Regions from separate parts of the Hordeum vulgare genome. Here region 2 is linked to region 1. Evidence: chromatin contacts called from public Hi-C data. All regions are on one chromosome and are shown on one strand. The core of a region is the stretch at or near the end of the contact, and the rest is flanking DNA. Distances in the headings are between cores, read along the strand shown. Region 1 holds the start of LOC123444444 (calcyclin-binding protein-like). Region 2 holds the start of LOC123444449 (bifunctional riboflavin kinase/FMN phosphatase-like).

Region 1 (4,100 bases), core at 348-2,847:
TGTGCCCGACGACTATGGCGGCAAGGCGCATGGCACAACAACGAGATATCGGTCTACCTCGCAGTGCTTGCCCCAGGTCTGCGAGGGAGATGTGCAGACCAGCGAGAGTGTGTGCTAACCGTATATCTGGACATATGTCGGGCCGGCCTAATAAAACCCGCAACCGGTCCGACCGTCGGTGCCTAAATTGTTGGCACAAGTACGGCCCGCCAGTGAAAAGGCACCGTCAGGCATCTTTCCTAAATCCTAAAAATGGCAAGCCTGAGCCGGCTCAGTCCGCCGGTGAAAAAGCCCGTCGGCCCCCTTTCATAAATTGCAAAAATGACAAACCCGAGCCCGGCCCGACCTAGTCATGTGGCCCAAAATCTAGGCCCAAGCCCGACTCATGGGCAAGGTCGGGCCAGGCGGGGGTTTTGATGGCCAGGTGTAGCTGGCAGATGTGCGATAGTGTGTGTGTGTGTTGGGGAGGGGGGAGGGGGGGTGACTAGTCGCTCGTGCTCTAGGAGAAAGCTTTGCTCGACAACTGCTGCGTCGATGCTGCCAATGCCCTTTCGGGTTCATTTCCTTTTTGTTGGCATTGTTGGCGGATTTAGGCCCCTAGCAGCTCGGGCGGCGCCCCGGGGCGTAAGGCAAATCTCTAGTGTACACTGTAGCATTTTACTATAGCTATACTGCTACAGTAAATGAAGGATGTCTAGGTTTGGCCCTGCTTGCGTGGGGCTTGGCCCATTCCTGAGTCCCCCACTGATCGTGGAATCCAACTTTTTTGAACGGGGTGCTTGGACTTATGGTAAAAGCCTTGGATCCGACTTGTTGGTTCACATGACAACATCATTTCTAATGTTACCTGACCATTAGAGGGGCGTCTTCGAAGACCTTCATCCCTTTGCTCAATGCCTTTAGGCTAGATGAGGGAGGAGCAATGCGGGGTCGGTGGCGTGATGACGTGTGTGCTTTTCTGACAAAGACAATGATGACATCATTAATATATGGATACTGGCCAAGGTGATGTACACCACAGAGCTCAGTGACACCGCACCCGTTGGTCCTTGGTAGAGGGGCACTCTTCCGGCTTATTTCATACTCCCTCCGTCTCAAAATAAGTGTCTGGAGCTTAGTTCAACTTTGTACTAGAGCTAGTATAAAGTTGAGACAATTATTTTGGAACGAAGGAAGTAGTTAATATATATTATTATTTTTGAACCTCAAAATATATCAGGTTATTTGTAATCGCCCCGTTCAAATTTACTTTGGTTTGAACTAACCTCTTGCAGAATGCCCGATTGCATCATGCCACTAGCTCTTCACCAGTATCACCACTGCCATCTCGAAAGGAAAAAAAATGCTCTTCACCTCTTTTTTTGCTTGAGAAATACCTTTTTTTCATGAATGGACCAATCCTCTGCCGCTCTAGCCCACAGGCCCACAAATATATGAACAGGAGAGCTAACAGCAAATATTGGGCCAACCCATTCCGGCCGAACACGAGAGTCGGTCAGTAGCAAGTACTGGGCTAAAATGCAGGCGCTAAAGCTTTGGGCCCGGTCCATCGTTCCCCGCGTAACTAGGCCGTCCATTCCTCCTCCACCCTACTGGTCTCCTCTGGAACCTTCCCCTTCCTTCCGCCCCAACCGAACCGAACCCCCCACAAACCCCGTAACCTCGCACCCCCACCCGAAGGCACGAGAAACACCCCGAGAAGAGAGAGAGAGAGAGAGAGAGAGAGAGAGCTCCGGAGATGTCGGCGGACGAGCTGCGGATGGACCTGGAGGAGCTGCGGCGGCTGGAGGGCCTCGCCACGCGCCCCCGCGTCGTCTCCCTCCTCTCCAACGAGATCCGCAGCGTCGACGCCAAGGTCTGCCCTTTCCTATCCCCTTCTCCCGCCGTCCATGCGTTTTCCGCTGATCGATTCATTCCGGCGCGCTGGGTGGACTCGGATTTTCGTGTTGAGCTCATGTCTTTCTGTTTGCTGGCAGCTGGCCTCGCGGGCTGCGCCCGTGCCGACGCCGGCGCCGCAGGCGCTCGCGGCGGCGGCGGCCCCTGCTGGTCCGAGCTACGTCACGCTGGGGTCGTTCAGCTGGGACCAGGACAACGAGAAGATCAGGGTACGTCGCTGCGAGAAAGGGGTCGTTTTTTTCTTTACGATTCTAAGTTCGTTGGCAATACTGCTAATGTGCTGGTTGGTTGATCCTATCTCCTCGTGCTTTAGACTTTACGCCATCTGGGCTCAGTGTCCAATGCTGGTTCGTAAAACAATCTTACTGTCAAAACAAAATGTTCCACTGCTGCCATCTTAACCAATAGTTGTATGATAGATTGTCTTATAAACTAATGAAATGATGATTGAGGGTGCAATATACCTTCGTCAGAAATTATTGACTACCCCATAATCTTATTATTACACAACTATTTTTCCTCAGGAACACTTGGATAGTAGTACTCCCCATGTAAACTAATATAAGACGCTTTAGATCATTGCCACTGAACAGACTTATCCTGTTATAATGCCCCTTTCCTTCTTACTACTGCGCGGGTTCTTAACAGTAATTGCAAACACAAGAACAGCTTATGGCATTTTGCTTGCTATTAAGCTAGAACCCAAATTTATTGTATCTCGGTAAATTTGTATGACAGGTTAGAATCGGTTCGTTTATTCGTAGGGCTGGCTACTTGACTGGTGAAATGTTTGCTTGGCATTAAGATAGAACCAACTTTATTGTCGTCTTCTTTGTATTAGTGAACTGAATTCACATGGCATTTGAATTTGAGGATTTCCCATGATGGTATTTAGATAACAGTTGTACTTTGTGCTCTGCCTGTTCAGGTCTATGTTTTCCTTGAGAATGTCGACCAAGAGAAGGTGGAGACTACTTTCAAGCCAATGTCAGTGGATATCAAGTTTCATGATGTTAAAGGCAAGAACTATAGGTGTGCCATCCCAAAACTGAACAAAGAAATAGTTCCTGAGAAATGCAAGATTGTGGTCAAGCCTACAAAGATTGTCATCACCCTGTGGAAAGCTTCTTCCGGCAATTGGTTGGACCTACACTACAAGGAAGACAAGGTAATTTCTGTACCGAGTTTTCATTGCCTTGGCCTCTCGACTTCTCTGAAAAAAATTAGGACTTAATTTTCCACAAACAAATAATATTAACCATAATTCCCATGGGCGCTGGATTCTCCTGGGTGAATAATTTTTTGGGATGAATAATTTGTGGTAGTGAGATCTCTCAAGTGATCACCAGAAAATATATTGGAAGCATTCAGTTATGTAGGAACCTGATGCAATGGTATTATGGTAGTAATTCAAGATTTTTTGTCTCCTGCATATTAGTACATTATACTGCTATTGTGAGTGTTAGCATCCCTGAAGAGAGGTCGGGCAACAAAGACTTGTGAATTACAACAGAGCTAGATGGAGGGGCAAACCAGCTGGGAGAGAAATATATCTAGTGTAGTAGGATTTCAGAGAGATCAGAGCTGGAATTTAGGAAGTGGGAGCATTGTTTAGTCATTGCTTGATCAAAAGATTACATGGTCACTTGGCCAGACCTTTGGCCATCGCTGTGCTCTACTGATTCATCAGAAGCACCAATCTGCTGGCATGCTTTTGCTGCCAGGAGAGCAATGATATGGTTATTTGATTCAAAATACAGCGAACGTGTTTAACTGCGCCACTACTATCCCTGGCCTTCCAGGTTATGAAGTACTATTGTTTGTTTCGTGCTGTTCCCGTACATATCATTCCCCATTTCCTCTCAGCTTTCATAATTGAATAAAAGGCATCATATAGCTTTCCAATCCTACTACATGCATCTATCACCGTGGCATAACTGCCAACATCTGGGTGCAGAAAGGAATCTGTTTAGAAGGCTCTTGAGTTGGAAGCAAGACAAGTCACAAGCCCGCTTCCCTGGTTAAGGAAAACTGCTTGGAAAAGAAAACAACTGTTGCCTCTAAATTGGTTAGAGCAAACAGGTTGTGGAAACAGGGCAAGCAAATACTAGGAAGCAAGCCGATCTGAAAACAGGGAAGAAGGGCTGCTGAAGAAGTTGTAGAATTGAAGAGTGTTCCATATGTCTGTTTGGCAACTTTGCTAG
Region 2 (3,654 bases), core at 1,051-3,550, 450 kb before region 1:
TAATCTAGCTAAAAGGAGGTTGGTTGCTGATCTAACATGTATGTTTTGTGGGGAAAGCGAATTTGTTCAACACCTACTGTTTGACTTTGTGGTGGCTAAACATGTTTGGTCCTTTGTTTCTGAGTGTTTTGATATCAACATTATTACCAGTTTTGAGGATGTCTATACATTTTTGGCATTCGAAATAGAAAAATTAAGTTTTGAACATGGTTATTGCTGCCTGCTTGTGGAGTATTTGGAAATTTAGGAATGACTTTTGTTTTCATGGGCACAAATGGAGAAGCATGAATTGCGTCCTTGCCAAGATCAGTTTCATTTGTAGTAATGGAAAGTTCCCTGCTTCGACACTCACGCTACTTTGCTGCTGAGATGCATTCGTTTGTTGGACAAGAAACGAGGGGAAGTCTTGAGGATCGCCTTGATATGACCCAGGAGTCCCACTGATTTGTAGTAGTCTTCATGTCATCTTTGGGTCTTGTAATAAATATTTGTTGTTAAGCTGGGGAGGACTATACTCTCGTGGTGATGTTTGTCTTAGTTTCCTAGCTTGCCTAGGAGGATTTATGTCTTTTTTAGATGATTTGTTCTGGATCTTTTATGGTTTGGGCTCTATGCCTCATTTAATAAAGTGGGGCAGGGAGGAAAACCCTTTCTATTAAAAAAAATGAAGAGAGAAAGCTACCCGAGGTAGTCAAAGGCAAATAAAAAGCAACGACGCATCCCCATGGTAATGGGCACCTTGAGCACAATGCTAGATCATAGAGAGGGGCCACACATGCGAGGTCGCGGTCGCCACTGGCCCCATGAAGGGAACCATATCCCCTTCCGCCTAGGGTCGAGGATGCCTACTCCCGTGGCAGGATAGTGAGTATCGTGCCCAAGAGCACACACACTGAGATGTCATCCTAGCTCATCACAGTTGGACGAACCACACAACCAACAGACGCCTCCGTACCACGACAACCCTCACCCAAAACCACGACTTACCGAGACAACTTATTCACACAAAACACAACGCGCACAATGACATGCGGCCCATTTCGAAGCGAATCTTGAGCTTTCACCGAGGAACGGGGTCAAGGATGGAAGGAGGGTCCTGAACGAAGCCTTCAAGGAGAAAAGTGGCATCCTTGGGCATCGGCTCCGCCATGGCCAAGCCAGTGGACCAAGGGTTTCCCCTCGACCGAACTTGTGCCACCAACACCTCACCATCCATGACAACGGTCGCTCTAATCTGGGATGGGCAAGGAGTGAGGCAAAGAGGGGGGGGGGGGCGAGACATACCTTCACATATGTTGTCAGAGGCGAAGAAGGCCTCATGCTGTGACCACCACCCGTCATCGTCTAGCCGCCCGAACAACCAAGGAACGACCACCAACACATGCAAGCATCACTTGCCGCCAAGATGCCGGCGTGCCACCAAGCCCCCATGACAGTTGTCCATCGGGAGAGAAAAGGTTCACCGGCGACCTCCGTGGATGGCCCTAGTTGCCCGAGGGGACAATTAGGGGGGGGGGAGGGGTGTGGGAGGGTGAGAGATATCTACGATATCAAACATAGTTGCTCACAAACATGTACATACACTCATCCTCTACGAACCCCCGCACACACACTTCGTGTTAGCCATTCAACCATAGGTTGGTTCTATCCTATAAACTTAGTCAAACACAAAGCTTTTTCTTTCTTTTTAGGAAGTTTGACTTCTAAAATATCTATATGGAAGGGAGTACATCCTACGGGCTACGACACAGGATCGGCCTCCTGCATTATCGGCGCATTGGTCCATGGTGACCAGATCGTGTGCACTCCTATCATGAGAGGCTAATTTTAGAGGGGATTTGACACCGGTTTGAAAAAAAATCAGGATCTCACCCTTTTTCTATCGTCGGGTCGATGGGATAGGATATACCGGCCTATCGTCCTGGTCTCTGACGGTTGACAACTTATCCATATCAGCGCAACGCAAGCCTACCGTCAAACAGGCTGACGGCCTGTGCAAGCCTACTTGAGGTGCCCGACGATAGATACATAATAACACTTTGTTTGATTTTTTTTTTTTATAACAGGACGCATCTCGATGCTAGGCTGTTATACCGTACCTTCATCGACCCTGACGATAGAAAAAGGTAACATTTCATTTAAAAAAAAAACTGAAACCAAATCTGCCTGAACTTTCACAATTATCCGCCGCGCATACGGCACTAGGCACGGAGTCTGACCTCACACCGCAACATAACAGGGAATCAACCAATTGCCCTCCCCGAGCCTGACCGGTCGCGCATCGTTGCAAATGGACTCTGATTCCACCTATCCCCTCCTCGTCGGCCTCCTTCCGCCCCGAACCTTAAATCCCACGACCAGCCTCCCTCCCACCCAAACCCGCCAATCTCCTCCGTGCATCGCCTCGCCTCGCCTCCTCCGCGCTTCATCCATGGCAGCGACGCATCGGGTCTCCGCCGTGATCTTCGACCTCGATGGCACCCTCCTGGACACAGGTACGCGGATCCGCTTGCTCTCACGCTCGCGCCGCCGTCCCGTTCCGTTCGATGCTCCGCCTAGTTCAGTCGATGTATACTATGCTCGAGTAGTTACACAAGGATTTGTTTTTTTCTGTTCGTGGCGGGGTGTTTGGTCATCTTCTCCAAACCTACGTCCTGCATTCGAAAATCAGGATTTGTTGTGCCGAGGCGCTGCCTTTCCAATAAAGCAGAGTAAAGTGCGATATGAAGTAGGAGTAGTTTAAAAAAAGTTCAGTATGGAGTTTGTAAAGTTTGTTATGTCTTGGTGCAGAGAGGGCAACAAGGGACGTCCTGAAAGAGTTCTTGGGGGCCTACGGGAAGGTCCCAGATGCGGCCAAGGAGGAGAAGCGATTGGGGCAGATGCACAGGGAGTCCACGACCGGGATCATCGCAGATTACGGGTTGCCGTTCACCGTCGAGGAGTATTCAGAGGCAATATACCCGCTGTATATCAAAAGGTTTGATTCGTTTTACTCAGCTGATCAAGTGACACTCACGATTGACGGAAGCACTGAACTTGGCCTCACTTGCTCTCCAGGTGGCAAAGGTCAAGCCCGCTTCCAGGGGTTAACAGGCTTCTCAAGCACCTCCACAAGAACGGAGTACCCCTGGCGCTCGCTTCAAATTCCATCAGGAGAAATATTGATCACAAAATTTTGAAACTAGGAGGTCTGAACCTTACTTCAATCTACAATACATCATGTGTTTCCCCCCAGAGAAATAGAGTGTCGCATGGGATAACTTGCCACTCCTTTTGGTATTTCCACAAGTGCCATTTGGAATGCAACAAGTAGTTTTTGTTTTACTGAAGGAAAGAATAAGTCTGTCGTTATAGTACTAAGTAATTAATTCGGTGAAAGAAATTGTGGCTTTGCTTGATCTGTCATGACTATCTTCGGAGTTCCCTATGCTCACACTTGGGTGTACTAATTCATTGTTAATTCTGTTTTTTCAGTCATCTGTGCCCTAGACATTCCATTGCACAGATAGAAAAGTTATAGCAATACTGGAAGTTTTATAAAGTGCTAGGTTTACTTATGTTATGATATGTAAGCTGATCTATCAAAATCTCCCCTTATTTTCCAGAACTGAAAGACTGCTTTTCGGTGGTTCTTGGTGGTGATCAGGTCCCTCA

The links. Hi-C and Micro-C count contacts between places; a contact is called where the count stands out from the background.
Region 2: a Hi-C map of leaf shows a contact between it and region 1, with 4 times the contacts expected there. The contact joins the promoter of LOC123444449 here to the promoter of LOC123444444 in region 1. A contact is called at or near these places in 3 of 6 Hi-C or Micro-C datasets (leaf and seedling) and 1 of 1 datasets of contacts at active chromatin or transcription factors (embryo).

Annotation. Positions count from the first base shown.
Region 1 is chr3H:493,367,685-493,371,784 of MorexV3_pseudomolecules_assembly, reverse strand. LOC123444444 (calcyclin-binding protein-like) reads left to right here and starts at 1,597. Exons shown (of 5, transcript XM_045121152.1): 1 at 1,597-1,855; 2 at 1,977-2,105; 3 at 2,825-3,064. The coding sequence starts at 1,739.
Region 2 is chr3H:493,822,331-493,825,984 of MorexV3_pseudomolecules_assembly, reverse strand. LOC123444449 (bifunctional riboflavin kinase/FMN phosphatase-like) reads left to right here and starts at 2,300. Exons shown (of 10, transcript XM_045121159.1): 1 at 2,300-2,495; 2 at 2,791-2,977; 3 at 3,058-3,188; 4 at 3,606-3,654. The coding sequence starts at 2,432.